Regions from separate parts of the Mus musculus genome. Here regions 1, 3, 4 and 5 are each linked to region 2. Evidence: chromatin contacts called from public promoter capture Hi-C data. All regions are on one chromosome and are shown on one strand. The core of a region is the stretch at or near the end of the contact, and the rest is flanking DNA. Distances in the headings are between cores, read along the strand shown. Region 1 overlaps Pds5b (PDS5 cohesin associated factor B). Region 2 holds the start of Rfc3 (replication factor C (activator 1) 3). Region 3 holds the start of Kl (klotho). Region 4 overlaps Pds5b (PDS5 cohesin associated factor B). Region 5 has its middle 40 kb from the start of Kl.

What was found. Promoter capture Hi-C pulls out the DNA fragments that hold promoters and counts their contacts.
Region 1: a contact with region 2 is called in a promoter capture Hi-C map of the C10 cell line, with 4 times the contacts expected there. The contact joins the enhancer-like site here to the promoter of Rfc3 in region 2. A contact is called at or near these places in 3 of 39 promoter capture datasets (the C10 cell line, embryonic stem cells and hippocampal neurons) and 1 of 115 datasets of contacts at active chromatin or transcription factors (large pre-B cells).
Region 3: a contact with region 2 is called in a promoter capture Hi-C map of hematopoietic stem and progenitor cells, with 3 times the contacts expected there. The contact joins the promoter of Kl here to the promoter of Rfc3 in region 2. A contact is called at or near these places in 15 of 39 promoter capture datasets (the 3T3-L1 cell line, 3T3-L1-derived adipocytes, HPC-7-derived erythroid cells and 8 more) and 1 of 115 datasets of contacts at active chromatin or transcription factors (bone marrow-derived macrophages).
Region 4: a contact with region 2 is called in a promoter capture Hi-C map of embryonic stem cells, with 2.2 times the contacts expected there. The contact joins the enhancer-like site here to the promoter of Rfc3 in region 2. A contact is called at or near these places in 3 of 39 promoter capture datasets (the 3T3-L1 cell line, embryonic stem cells and hippocampal neurons), 1 of 115 datasets of contacts at active chromatin or transcription factors (large pre-B cells) and 1 of 9 other capture datasets (macrophages).
Region 5: a contact with region 2 is called in a promoter capture Hi-C map of liver, with 2.5 times the contacts expected there. The contact joins the enhancer-like site here to the promoter of Rfc3 in region 2. A contact is called at or near these places in 4 of 39 promoter capture datasets (the 3T3-L1 cell line, embryonic stem cells, hematopoietic stem and progenitor cells and 1 more) and 1 of 115 datasets of contacts at active chromatin or transcription factors (bone marrow-derived macrophages).

The regions. Positions count from the first base shown.
Region 1 is chr5:150,777,020-150,779,719 of GRCm38.p6, forward strand. Pds5b (PDS5 cohesin associated factor B) reads left to right here. Exons shown (of 35, transcript NM_175310.6): 21 at 1,134-1,292; 22 at 2,192-2,260. Among named protein-coding and RNA genes, the nearest start is that of Gm36447, 37 kb to the right of the region's middle. Within about 2 kb of position 1,287, at least 2 of the 459 cell types and tissues checked have an H3K27ac peak or open chromatin away from gene starts, as enhancers often do.
Region 2 is chr5:151,649,910-151,652,609 of GRCm38.p6, forward strand. It overlaps Rfc3 (replication factor C (activator 1) 3), which reads right to left and starts at 1,299. Exons shown (of 9, transcript NM_027009.2): 1 at 1,157-1,299; 2 at 1-100. The coding sequence starts at 1,243.
Region 3 is chr5:150,951,341-150,954,040 of GRCm38.p6, forward strand. It overlaps Kl (klotho), which reads left to right and starts at 1,267. Exons shown (of 5, transcript NM_013823.2): 1 at 1,267-2,201. The coding sequence starts at 1,377.
Region 4 is chr5:150,805,358-150,808,057 of GRCm38.p6, forward strand. It overlaps Pds5b (PDS5 cohesin associated factor B), which reads left to right. Exons shown (of 35, transcript NM_175310.6): 34 at 217-355; 35 at 2,456-2,700. The coding sequence ends at 2,491. Among named protein-coding and RNA genes, the nearest start is that of Gm36447, 8.3 kb to the right of the region's middle. Within about 2 kb of position 1,379, at least 6 of the 459 cell types and tissues checked have an H3K27ac peak or open chromatin away from gene starts, as enhancers often do. A contact at or near this core is called in embryonic stem cells, where this site is marked.
Region 5 is chr5:150,911,011-150,913,710 of GRCm38.p6, forward strand. No RefSeq gene overlaps it. Among named protein-coding and RNA genes, the nearest start is that of Kl, 40 kb to the right of the region's middle. Within about 2 kb of position 1,406, at least 28 of the 459 cell types and tissues checked have an H3K27ac peak or open chromatin away from gene starts, as enhancers often do. A contact at or near this core is called in liver, where this site is marked.

The sequences.
Region 1 (2,700 bases), core at 37-2,536, 870 kb before region 2:
ACTGGGGTCAGGATGTGCTCAGCTCTTTTATTTATGTGGTATTGAGGGTTTATACTCAGTCCTTATACTTGTGCCTTAACACTTGCCTGCTGAGCTGCTTTCCAAAGCCATCATTACAATGAATCCGTTACAAGGAAGCTTTGTTCCTGGGTTAGCTAGGTGCCCTCCCCCATCCTAGGCAGTTACTTACTTTCCACAGGCGCTACACTGTCAGGTAGTAATACACTTTTTCAGACATGCTTTATTTTATACACAAGTATGGATATAAAACACATCTTGTGTCTTCCTTCCTTAATGCTAATGATGGCATATTTTAGTCATTTTCTTGATTTCTCTATGTTTAAACTTTAACAGCACTCTTCAGTTAGTATTCTGAGTATGACATTCTTTATTTGTAACAAAATACTTATTAATGGCTTAGTTTCAAATCATATGAAAAATAGTCTTGCTTTGGAATTTAGTACTTGATGCTATAATTTTTCAAGCCACCCAAAATTTAGTTAACTACACATAGGGAAAATAGTTTTGCTATTGCAAATTTAGTTTTGGTGTTTCAGTGTTCAAAAGGCTTAGGGACACACACTGTTCTGATTAGTGGTTCTTTGTGTTCCTACTGGAGCCCCACCCACTGGACCTGAGTCAGGTAAGTGGAGAGAACTATGGAGAGGCATGGTGCTTACTCTGCCCCATTGTTGGCAAGTGTGGCCTACCTCATTTTCATTCCCTCTTCCATGACCAGATCACACATACCCTTCCTCAACTGCAGAGGAAGCTGCAAGGCAGAGTCTTGAGGCTTAGGAAGAGAGTGGAATGGATATTGATGAGTCCTAGCAGCCTTTGACGTTCATACACATAGTCATAAGATACATGCTATATAATAAGATTTATGCTGAAGTGTTTATAAAATGTGAGTTGGGCAAACTGAAAATGCTTAAATTTAATGTCTTCCAAATGTTGGTAAACTGTAGAGTCTACACTCAAGCTTGAGTTGTTACTTACACAGGGTCTACACTTCTGTAGTGTTTAGAATTAGAAGGTGAAATTCATGAGCAGTGTTATTTGTATGTATAGAGAGTTAAAATATATTTCCTTTGCCTCATTTCCAAAATATATTTCCTTTGCCTCATTTCCAGCCTCTGCATAAAAGCCTAGATCCAAGCAACCTGGAGCATCTTATAACCCCTCTGGTCACTATTGGTCATATTGCTCTTCTCGCACCTGATCAGTTCGCTGCTCCTCTGAAGTCTTTGGTGGCAACTTTCATTGTGAAGGACCTCCTCATGAATGACCGGGTAAGTTGCACTTCTACACTTGTTATCACAGTGTTTGTTCTACAGTTTAGATTAAAGAGAGGTGAAATGCCTAGTAACACTCCCACGTGGTTGCTTTCATTTAAGGACATGTGATCTGAAGTAGACCCTTTGGGAGGTAGAAAATAACACCCAATTGAGGCTATTTCAGTTTACATGAAATTAAATTATACAAGAACATGGACTTTTGATTAAGTGAGAGGCTTTTTGGGAGGAGACAAATACTGTAGCCTGGGCAGGTCTTGTAATCCTCCTATCTCAGTCTTCTGAGTAGCTGAATTATAGACTTATGCCTCAAAGCCTGACTAAGATTTTTTAAAAATACCTTTTTAGAACTGCATTTCTTGGGGCTGGTGAGGTAGCTTAATGAGCACTCACTGCACAGCATGAGGAGCAGAGTTTAACTCAAACACATACAGTAACATCAGGTGTGCTGGCGTGTGCTTGCAGCCCCAGAGCTGCCTACATGGACATAGGTAGATCCTAGAGCTTGCTGGCCAGCCAGCCTAGCTAAATCAGTGCACCTGACTTCCGTAGAGGGATTTGACTTGACACACAAATACACATACTACTTCACACTCACTTCTTAGTGTCTTGTTTTTGCTTAGTAGCCTAAATAATTGAATCATCAACCTTTTAAAAGGGTCTACAAAACAGATTATGTATTATTACAAAGTCAATCCTAACCCACACCTGCAAAGGGTATCCAGATGTTCCACCCAGGTACCAGTGAGACTATTCCTTTCAGGGATATTTAGTAAATGGAGTTAGATAAATCATAAGTTGTGTCTGTTGTTATTAAGTATTTTGTTTATTTAGTAAATATTAGTTGACCATGAGAATTCATGTTTATTATTTTAATGTTTTCACCTTTTGCCTAGCTTCCAGGAAAAAAGACAACTAAGCTTTGGGTTCCAGATGAGGAAGTCTCACCTGAGACAATGGTCAAAGTGAGTAATGTGCATAAATCTGTGTTTCTCAGTTTACTCACGATAGCAAGTAATAGATGTGGGTGACTATTAAAGTTGCGGTGCAGTCTTTCGTGTACTGTGAGAGTTAGGGCAGTGATGTGCACCCTGGGGCCTTGTGAGTAGCAGTGTGGAAACTAGGGGGAATGACTTGAGAGCTGCTTCTATATTTCTGCTTCTTAGAAATCAGCCTTTTAATGTTAAGTGAATGCTGTTCTTCTCCTGGATGTTCTCTTGTCTATAATAATGCTAATCCAGGCTTTAAGATGATCTTTTCCTTGATATTTTACTAAAAAAATTTTAATAGTTCTCGAATTTGGGTTTCTATTTTTCTTTCTTGTCACTGAAATACAGAGCATTGATTTGTTATAGTCATGTGATATGTATCAACTTCATTTCAGTGTATTTGTCAATATTTGAAG
Region 2 (2,700 bases), core at 49-2,548:
CGATACCATAAAGTTCACGTAGAATACACATAATTCTTGTCTTTTTTCCAGCACCTGATGGTCCATATACTAAGAGGTGAGGAAAGTCTCCACACTGCACCTAAGGAAAAAAAGAACAAGACATTATATCTTAGTTAAACTGGGTGAACTAAGTTAAACAAACCACTTTTAAAGTTCCAAGATATTCTGTTTACCATCCAGCTCCAACAGAAAATGTACCAAACTCTGGACACTAATTTAATCTAATTTACATGCACTAAATGCTTAAAAGTAGGCACTCCCTAAGTAAGCTATCTGAAGGGCCCGTTTGAAACTAAGGGATGACAGAAGGCGAACCCAATCTCTGTAACTAAGACAGATGCTTGTCTGGCCCGGGCTCCCCATAATGGTCCTCTTGCTCAGAAGCAGGTGCGCTGATTTCCTTGTAAGTTCACTTGGAAGAGACAGAAGAACTTCACACTAGATCAAGGTTGATCAATGCTATGGAAAAGACAGCAGTAACAGAGTGCCATCAAACGAAAGAGTACTATTAACATGGGGTCTTGATCTTGCCACCGGGAAACTGAACATTAAAGCTTTTGCAAGGAAAACCGGCACGTGTATTAACGAAGCATAATATTCTATTTCAAATTAGTGCATGCATCACGAACCAAAACCAAAACCAAACCTAAAACATATCTTCCACTTCACCCTCGAGTCTTCCAAAAGCTCTCATATGAACGATCGCGGCACTCGTTAAAATAATCTCTCCTTTTCAGAAAAGCCTTAGCTGTGATTCCGCAGTAACTAAGAACAGGGTCCGGGGCACAGTCACCTCTATCAGCTTCCCACCTAAGCTCTCTGTAGCGGGAGAGCCCATCAGGCATTTGCAGTAACACCGAGGCCCGGGCACACCCCCATCCCCGCCCCCTACCGCCGCTGCTTGCTCCTGATTCTCCACTACACTGGCCTTCTTCTGGTCCCCACACCAAGCCATTGAGGTTCCCGGCAGCAAACACACCGCACTTTGAGGAACGCGTCACTCTGACCCCCTCGCTAGCACCGGGGCGCCCGCCTCCTCCCTCCCTCCCTCCCTTCCCTTCCCTTCCCTTCCCTTCCCTTCCCTTCCCTTCCCTTCCCCGGGCTGTGCAGGAAGCTGCTGAGCAGGGCGGCTCACCAGGTTGCGCAGCTGTGCTGCCTGTTCCTTATGATAGTCCAGCCGGGCAAGGGAGCTCGGCCGGTACTTGTCCACCCAGAGGCTCATGACCGCTCCACAGTCGCACCAGCGGACCCGCCGCTTAGACAGTAGAGTTTTCCCGCGAGCGCGAAAGCGTGCGACGTCACTTCCGGCACCCGGCGACTTCCGGATAGGGAGACTGGGCAATCTCAACCGGGAGTGGAGCAGTCGCTGCAGTTCCCACTTCCACCACTGCACCAACAGTCGCTGGATTTACCGGGCAGTGGCTGCCTCTTTGTTCTCACCCTGTAACATTTTAGAAAACATTCGAAGGAATTAAAGATGTATCTCTGACATTCAGGTTCGTCCAATCTGAGTTCTTAGGGAAGGAAATTCCCTCCATTTCATTCTTTCATTTATTCACTGATTCACAACTTCATTCTAATTAGTGCTACATAATCTGTTATCTTTATTAGTAGAACTGCTTTTCTTTAAAATAATAAACAAACTCCAATATTCAATGAGCATTTGCCTACATGCCTCTGTGAACTATATGTTCTGAACTAGGAAAGTAAAGGAAATAGAAAGTAAAGGAAATCAGAAGCGAAAGTACCCAGAAGCATGACAGACAACGTCCAAAGACAGGTAGTTCATGGTGGATCCTAGGGTATATTCTTTTAATCTAAAAGATTGAAAGAATGTGAAGAGAACATAGAAAAAAAAAAAACCTAGGTTTACTTGTTTTCACAAATACAACACACAGATGCCCCCAATAACATTTAGATCCCCAATAACATTTCGGTGTGTGTCCCAGGCAATATTTGCAATGAAATTAATTTTTATCTGAAATTAGATTTTAATTGGTTGCCCTGTATTTTTTAACTTATAACCATACTTGGAATTCTTCAACTTGTGAGACCTGAGGAAGTGGCTGGGAAGGAAGGATAGAGTCCTCAAATCATAGCCAGAGGGCCAAGGCCAGAGACACAGCTCTGATCTGCTCCCTGCAGTAGCTTCAGAAGTTTCTTTCAGACACCTGAAAGCTTGTTGCTATGGTTAATCTTGGTCATCAGCTTGATGAGATTTGGAATCACTATAGAAACTACTATATAGGTATGTTCCTAGGGGCAATGGAGTAGTGCTGCCTCTGGATTCCAGAGTTTGTAAGCAGAGCAAGGCCTCTCACTACACACCAGCACGAAGCAGGGCACTGAGCCCTTAATCTGGACTGAGGTTGAACAAAAGGTATTTGAAGCTTTAGAAACAGCTCTAGCATTGACTCCAGCCCTAAAACTTCCAGATGTCTCAAAACTTTTTCATCTGTTTGTCCATAAAACAAGACAGAAGGGCTTTTAATCCAAATTTTGGGACCATGGAAACACCCTGTGATGTACCTGTCCAAAGGATTGGACCCTGTAGCCACAAAATGGTCCATCTGTCTAAGCTGTGATAGCTACTGCTAGATTATGTAAGCTAGCTCACAAGCTAAATCTGGGTCTAAATCTTGTACTAACAGCACTCCATTACAAGACTGAGGCCCTCCT
Region 3 (2,700 bases), core at 17-2,516, 700 kb before region 2:
AGTTGAGACTATTTCATCAAGTACTGGAGTAAGTTTACTGTGCTGACATTGTAGCAAGCATCTTCGAATGTAACACTTGTGGCTGTATTGACTTTCTATTTGTGTGGAATTCTGAGGAGGACATCACTCTCAGAGTGCCTGTTCTGCAAGGATGTTACTCATCCCTCTGTGGGCGGGAGGCAGCGGCTGAGTTGTACCTTACTGAGTAGGATGGTGGCATCCTTCATTTTTTCTGGGCTTCCCTTAGGGACTCATCTTAGTGTACATTTGTCCTTTGAGCTTCGAGATGTTTCCCAATGAATGGGACAAAGCCCGTGTATATGTATAGGTATAGGTGTACATTCATACATACATACATACATACACGGCGTGGGGGACAGAAGTCTCCCACCCAGCACTCCTGCCCAGAGACCCCACTTGCTAAGCCAGGGCTGGACGTCAAAACGTGGATATTCATAAGAAGGATGGCAAAGGGTGATGAACGGGATATGGTGCCATGGAAGTTGAAATGTGAGTGGTCTGGAGTTTTTCTTTCTCTTGGAAAACAACTCACAGCTACAACCTCACCAGAGAATCCAGAGGGATCTCATTAAGGAACACTGCTGATTTAAAGGGTTAAAGGGGGATAACGGGGGAGGGAAGAGAAGGGGACGACCCAGGGAAAGGAGAAACAGAAGCCTCACACAACCCATCATTCTTAGACCCACTGTGTGTTCTTGTAGGCTCTGCAGGCTGGGGTCTGAGGCAAGGCGGACTCTCGCCTTCTCTAATGGGATGGGGGACTCTCTTATCAGAAGAAAACTGCCTGAGTACTCTTAAACCTCGCAAAGTTCCACCTGAATTCCCCACCCTGCCTTCCTGCTGTGTTCAGATACAGCAAAGCTCTCCTGGGATGTTCTCTGAAAGATTCCCCTGGATAGAGGGCTCAGAATGGGAGAAAGGGGAAAGCAGGTGATTTTCCCCACTCCCCCACCCCCGAGGCGCCAAACGTTGTGCAAAGTTGGGCAGCTGTTTCTGTCCTCCAGGAACACCAGTCCCAGGAAGGCAAAGGGAGTGGACGCGGGGAGTGGGCGACGCGGGGACATCTCAGGATGGAGGCCACAGGATTGTGCGATGTGGAATAGTCTGCTCCCTGAGCTGGCTGCAGCAGGTGCTTGTTCTCCGACGTCCCTATGACCCCTGCTGTGCTCTCTCTGGGCACCCTGGCTGGCTGAGCCCCTGTCCCGCCCCCGTGCCAGGCCGGAGTGGGGGGCGGCGCCTGCTCTGGATAATCATTGCTCGTGGGGCGGCGGGAGCGGGGGTGGGCACCGCGTAGGGAGGGCGGCGGGGCGCGGGCATATAGGGGCGCGGCGCGGTGCCCTCCCGGCTCCCGCAGCATGCTAGCCCGCGCCCCTCCTCGCCGCCCGCCGCGGCTGGTGCTGCTCCGTTTGCTGTTGCTGCATCTGCTGCTGCTCGCCCTGCGCGCCCGCTGCCTGAGCGCTGAGCCGGGTCAGGGCGCGCAGACCTGGGCTCGCTTCGCGCGCGCTCCTGCCCCAGAGGCCGCTGGCCTCCTCCACGACACCTTCCCCGACGGTTTCCTCTGGGCGGTAGGCAGCGCCGCCTATCAGACCGAGGGCGGCTGGCGACAGCACGGCAAAGGCGCGTCCATCTGGGACACTTTCACCCATCACTCTGGGGCGGCCCCGTCCGACTCCCCGATCGTCGTGGCGCCGTCGGGTGCCCCGTCGCCTCCCCTGTCCTCCACTGGAGATGTGGCCAGCGATAGTTACAACAACGTCTACCGCGACACAGAGGGGCTGCGCGAACTGGGGGTCACCCACTACCGCTTCTCCATATCGTGGGCGCGGGTGCTCCCCAATGGCACCGCGGGCACTCCCAACCGCGAGGGGCTGCGCTACTACCGGCGGCTGCTGGAGCGGCTGCGGGAGCTGGGCGTGCAGCCGGTGGTTACCCTGTACCATTGGGACCTGCCACAGCGCCTGCAGGACACCTATGGCGGATGGGCCAATCGCGCCCTGGCCGACCATTTCAGGGATTATGCCGAGCTCTGCTTCCGCCACTTCGGTGGTCAGGTCAAGTACTGGATCACCATTGACAACCCCTACGTGGTGGCCTGGCACGGGTATGCCACCGGGCGCCTGGCCCCGGGCGTGAGGGGCAGCTCCAGGCTCGGGTACCTGGTTGCCCACAACCTACTTTTGGTGAGTTCGAGGGGCCAGGCAGGGGGCCACCTTGGGGGACAGAGGGCCTCGGAAGTGCCAGAGCCACTTCCAGAAATCCTTACTTGAACCCATTACGAGGTCACACAGGTCTGACACTTTGCAGGCGGAGACACCCCCCCCCCCCCAGCAGCTCTGGGGTTCTCTTCTAGAAGTGGAGTTAGAAACTGGAGCGGAATCCTGCAGCGCGTGCTTTAGGGCCCCTAGAAAAGGACACGGGGCCATTTCTCCACTGAGCAAGCGTTTCTCCCCAGGTGTTGGGAAGTCGAAGTTCCTAGAGGTAATGGCCAGCAAGATTTGTTAGAATCAGCTGCAGAGTCAGAATAAAGACGGTGAATGAAAGCAACACCCGTGTTCACGAGCTGCAAACAGGCATTGCCCGTGCAAGACCTCTGTGTTAATTCAGTAAAACCCGTCTTGCTAGTGACTCAAGGTTATCTAGTTTGGTAGCAGTGTCAAAATCCTTGAACTGTTTGGGTTT
Region 4 (2,700 bases), core at 129-2,628, 840 kb before region 2:
ATGGTGATAGTCTTGGTGGCACCTTTTTTCCTTTTCTAGAAAGTTTGTAAGATTCTAAAAGAAATGCTTATGGGTCAAATGAAAATACATTTCTTATCTTATGACATAATTCAGAATAAAAATGACAAAAATTCATAAACTAAGACATTTCTTCCAGTGAATTAATACAGGACTTAATATTGGGATTCTCATTTTATTTTATGTGTTTTGCTTTAGCCGTGTAGGACGCTCCAAACAGGTAGCCACTAAAGAAAACGATTCAAGTGAAGAAATGGATGTGCTTCAGGCCAGCTCTCCTGTCAGTGACGACACTACACAGGAAGGAGCAGAAGAGGAGGACATTTCTGTGGGAAATGTATGTCCTTATTGAAGTGTCATGTATGTGCAAAAATTGAGCCAGTAAATATTTAGTCAGCTCCATTTAACACTTGCTGTTGTCTGTAATTCTAGATATTTATGCCTTGGTTGATTAGTTTGTCATGTTATTTTACTTACCAACTAGGATAATGGAGAAAGAACTTTGAGGAGAGCTTGAATTTGAGAAAGATGGGCATTGCAATGCCTAGAGAACCTGTCGCCTGAATGCTGAGGAGTCCAGACAGTTTGTTTTTTGGGTTTTTTTTTTTTGTTTGTTTTTCGTTTTTTTTTTTTTAAGTTTTTCGAGACAGGGTTTCTCTGTGTAGCCCTGGCTGTCCTGGAACTCACTCTGTAGACCAGGCTGGCCTCGAACTCAGAAATCCTCCTGCCTCTGCCTCCCAAGTGCTGGGATTAAAGGCATGCACCACCACTGCCCAGCTCAGTCCAGACAGTTTTACGTTGCCAGTCTGGGCACTTGAATCCTTGAAGTGTGGATTCATATTCCACAGATGTCTTTGATGGGGAGGTTTTGAGTCTCACGATAGAAACCAGAAGAAAGCCACACTGAGTAATAGTCATCTTGAAGTCAGATCCGCTCTGGGATTGAGGTGTAAACTGGCTTTGTATGGTTGGCACTGATGCTGCCTTTACAGAAGTAGGAGGTGGTTCTTTCCAGAGACTTCCTTCTTTTAAATAGCAAATGATATTGCCAGTTCTCACTTTTATTTATTTATTTGCATCCCAAATGTTGCCCCTCCTCCTGGTCCCCTACTGTTGCAGTAAATCTCTCCAACCCAAATATGCCCTGCCAAGGAAACACAATTGATATGAATACATGCTGTGCGCCTAGATTGGGCAGATCTACCACTACACTACCATCTTTCCCATCATGTGCTTTTCCTCTGCTTTTCTTCTTCCTCCTCCTCCTCTGCCTCTTCCATTTTCTCTTTCTTCTCTCCCCACCTTCTGCTCCGCCTTCCCTTTGTCTGCCCAGTCATCACCTCTCTCTTATTTTACAAATCAAGGTGGGAAGCAGGTTTACAGGAAACACCTGAGTGCTGAATCATTCCTTGTTCGCAGCCCTCCCAAGAGAACGAAATATCCAATATAATTAGCCCCAAGGCTATCCACAGCACCCTACCCCTACTTCTTTTTTTGGGTTTTTTGTTTTGTTTTGTTTTTGTTTTTGTTTTTCAAGACAGGGTTTCTCTGTATAGCCCTGGCTGTCCTGGAACTCACTTTGTAGACCAGTCTGGCCTCGAACTCAGAAATCCATGCCTGGCTTTCTACCCCTACTTCTTATTAGGGAAAAATTAACATAAGTAAGAGCTGTGTTCCTGATGCATAAATGCTAAAATTTTAGATCAGCTCAGTCAATTCTTTTCATTTTGGAAACTTGAGTTCTTTGTTCCGTTCCCAGATTTGGCCTGTGGACTGATTCTGTTTCATGTGTTCAGTGGCTCTGTCCCCAGAGCTTGTTCAGATGAGTCTCAACTAACTCATCTCAAAGCTGGTCTGCTTTGTTTCTTCAGACTTTGAGGAAGGGACTTGAGACCTCTAAGACTGCAACATCCATGGGATGGGGAACAGATGCATATCTGCTTCACTCACGCAAACCCTATTCATTCCCTCCCTTCTGCTGATTTACACAGAATCAGAGATTTAAGCTTCATGTAGGCCTTGCTCATAAATGGTTTATGTTTGAACGCAGGGTCTCACTGACTTCTGTCCTAAAATGACCCAGTCCTAGAGTCAAGTGTTTTCTCTACCACAGAAAGGAAGTAGAAAGACGATGGCACTGAGAGTAGTCGTTACTCACCTGTGCACACTGCATTATATCTGTGAGTGACTCTAAACATGAATACAGAAGGGAAATAATCTGTGGCCTGGAAAAGGCTGCTTATGGGCTTGTCCAGATGTAGATACCATAGAGGCCTTAATATCTGAAGATAGGAAGAAGAGGAGGACAGTTTTAGGAAAAGAAATACAAAGAAATTCAGAAATGTGTGAGAATAAAGATTGTTTTAAAAATGATGGCTGGTACTTAGGCTAAATTCGGATGTGTTCACATTGGTCATCTGTTGACTTTTCTCTTCAGGTACGACGGCGAAGCTCCAAACGAGAGAGACGATGAACACGTCATTAACTTCTATTGTGAAAGCTTTGGGGGGAAAAAACATTTTTTGTCTAAATATGAGGCTAAATAAAGCCTTGGATGCACAAACCAGAACTGCCAAAGCGTGGACAGTTGGACTTCGGATGACCATGGGTTTGTGGTCACACGTATCAGCCATCCACACAGTGATAACACTGACTCCAGAGTCTTGTGAAAGTGTCCTGTGT
Region 5 (2,700 bases), core at 156-2,655, 740 kb before region 2:
TTTTTTTTGGTTTTTTGAGACAGGGTTTCTCCGTGTAGCCCTGGCTGTCCTGGAACTCACTCTGTAGACCAGGCTGGCCTCGAACTCAGAAATCTGCCTGCTCCCAAGTGCTGGGATTAAAGGCGTACACCACCACCACCCGGCTGTGTCTGCATTCTGCATTTCTTAACTCATCTGTTGATGGACTGTTATCCTGGCTGTTGAGAACAAAGCTTCAATAAATATGGGAGTGAAACTGCCCTTTGATGTACTGAGTTATTTTCCTTTGGGACTGGGAATTGCTGGATCACATGGAAATTTGTTCTTCATATTCTTGGTGACTGCACTGGTTTCCATAATGACAGGACTAATATTAAGTCATGGTTTGAAGACAGCAGTCATCTTAGAGGTGTGTGGCCCTAGCACCCTTCCCTTCCTCATGTGTAGCCCTAGGAAAGCAAACAAATAGTACAGGCTTCCCTATATTAGAAAGACCACAGCTGGGCTGGAGAGATGGCTCAGTGGTTAAGAGCATTAACTGCTCTTCCAAAGGTCCTAAGTTCAAATCCCAGCAACCACATGGTGGCTCACAACCATCTGTAATGAGATCTGATGCCCTCTTCTGGTGTGTCTGAAGACAGCTACAGTGTATTTACATATAATAAATAAATCTTAAAAAAAAAAAAAGAAAAAAAAAAGACCATGGTTGTGTACTCTCTCACCTCCACAAGCCATGAGGATCAAAGGAGACAAACTGGGAAGACATGCTGGCAACTCAGTCACTCTGTGAATGTTTGCTGTTCTCTCAGATTGGACCTTACTCTGTATCTATCAAATTTGATATCTCCAGCAAGCCTAGTGAGTGTGGTTTGTCACTTAAGAACAGACTTAATTGGGGGGGGGGCTAAATCTGGGAGTGTTAGTACTAAACATGTCTCTATGTGACTGTCTCACCAGGTCCAGGAATAATTACAAGTTTAGGGGTTGAGATTTACTTGCATAGAGAGGGTAGGGATAGGGTGGGAAGGGTAAGAGGTTAGAAGGAAGGCAAAGGGTCACATGATGTCAAGTGCTGGAGAACACTGGGCAGTGTTCAGTGTGGATGGAGAGGAAGAAGTCAGGGGAATCACAGCACCCCATTCACAGCTGAGCATCAGCTGGGTCCCGTGTCTGTGCTTGAGAGAGAGTCAGTAGTCAGTAGTCCTGGTGATAGGAGATGAGCTGCAGACAGAGGTGAGATACTCCCTGGCTGGCTCTCCTGCCTGAGTGCTCTCTGCACTTGCAGCCTCACGACTTTCCCTTGTACTCTTGCACATGGCCATGGTAAAGGTTAACTGTGACCACCTGTCAAAGCCTGTTATATGTAGTTCCTCTCAGCCAGGCCTTATGTGAAGCCTGGGTGACTGCAGGAGGCAAAGCAGACATGGCCCCTGGACTCTTGGCACTCAGTGTCTGTGGGGGAGGTACACATGAAGACACAAGGAAATGCATACCCTAGAGCCAGGACACGTTGTGGAGGAGATGCCTGGAATCCTTGAGAGTTTAGAGACAGGTCTGCACACTGAAGGTGTGTGAAATAAAAATAAACAAACACACAAGAGCGGTACATTAAATTAAAAAAAAAATCTTGGCAAATACAAAGTGACTAGTTCTCACAGCAAGATCAAGTCTTGCTTTTAACTGAAGATGTTGGGGTTTTATTGTTTTAACAAATATGTGTGTTTTCCTCTTTCCGAGTTTGGAAAAACAATCAAGCAGACATCCCACAAAGTGCAGCCCTGGAAAACCTCGCCATCTGGACTGTCTGCTGGAAAAAACAGAAAGGTCACCCAGTGTGACTTGTCGAGCTTCACTAATTCCTGGAATTCCGTAGTCATTTCTCCAAATTAATTTTTAACTTCTTTCAGTGTGTCGCTTAAAATAAAATTTTTATCTCACTAAGGGGGGAAAAACAGTGGGAGGGGAAAAAGGATGGAGGGGTTGACTTAACCTTTAAGTGTTAGCAGCACACAGAATTCAAAGTGCTTTACATAAATCAGAATCAGGGAAAAGCCAGGTGAGGTAGTGCATTACCATAGTCCCAGCTACTCAGGAGACTGAGCAGGAAAACCCACCCCAGTTTCAAGGCCAGCCTGCGCTACAGAGTGAGTTTAATGCTAGTCCAGGCTCTGCAGAGAGTTACTTTGTAACGGACTATAGAAATGATCCCTGAAAGTATAGTCTTGAGAGTTATTTTGTATATTCCTCTTATCTTTTTTTTTTTTTTTTTTTTTTTTTTTTTTTTGGTTTTTTTCGAGACAGGGTTTCTCTGTATAGCCCTGGCTGTCCTGGAACTCACTTTGTAGACCAGGCTGGCCTCGAACTCAGATTCACCTGCCTCTGCCTCCCGAGTGCTGGGATTAAAGGCGTGCACCACCACGCCCGGCCTTATTCCTCTTATCTTAGTATCTCCCAGAATTCCATGCCCCCTTAACTACAGGTAAAAGTGAGACTTATCTACAGTAAAGCTACAGTGTGAAGCTCCTGGGCTGTCTTTGTCAACTTCTTCTCCACTCACATCATATTTGTTAATGAAACCTTTAGTGTTTATTCATTTATTTTATGTGTACAGATGCTTTTTGTTCTCTGGCATTTATATATGTGCACCATATCCATACAGTGTCCATTGGGGCCAGGCAAGGGTGTCAGATCCTATGAAACTGATTAAGGACAGTTTTGAGA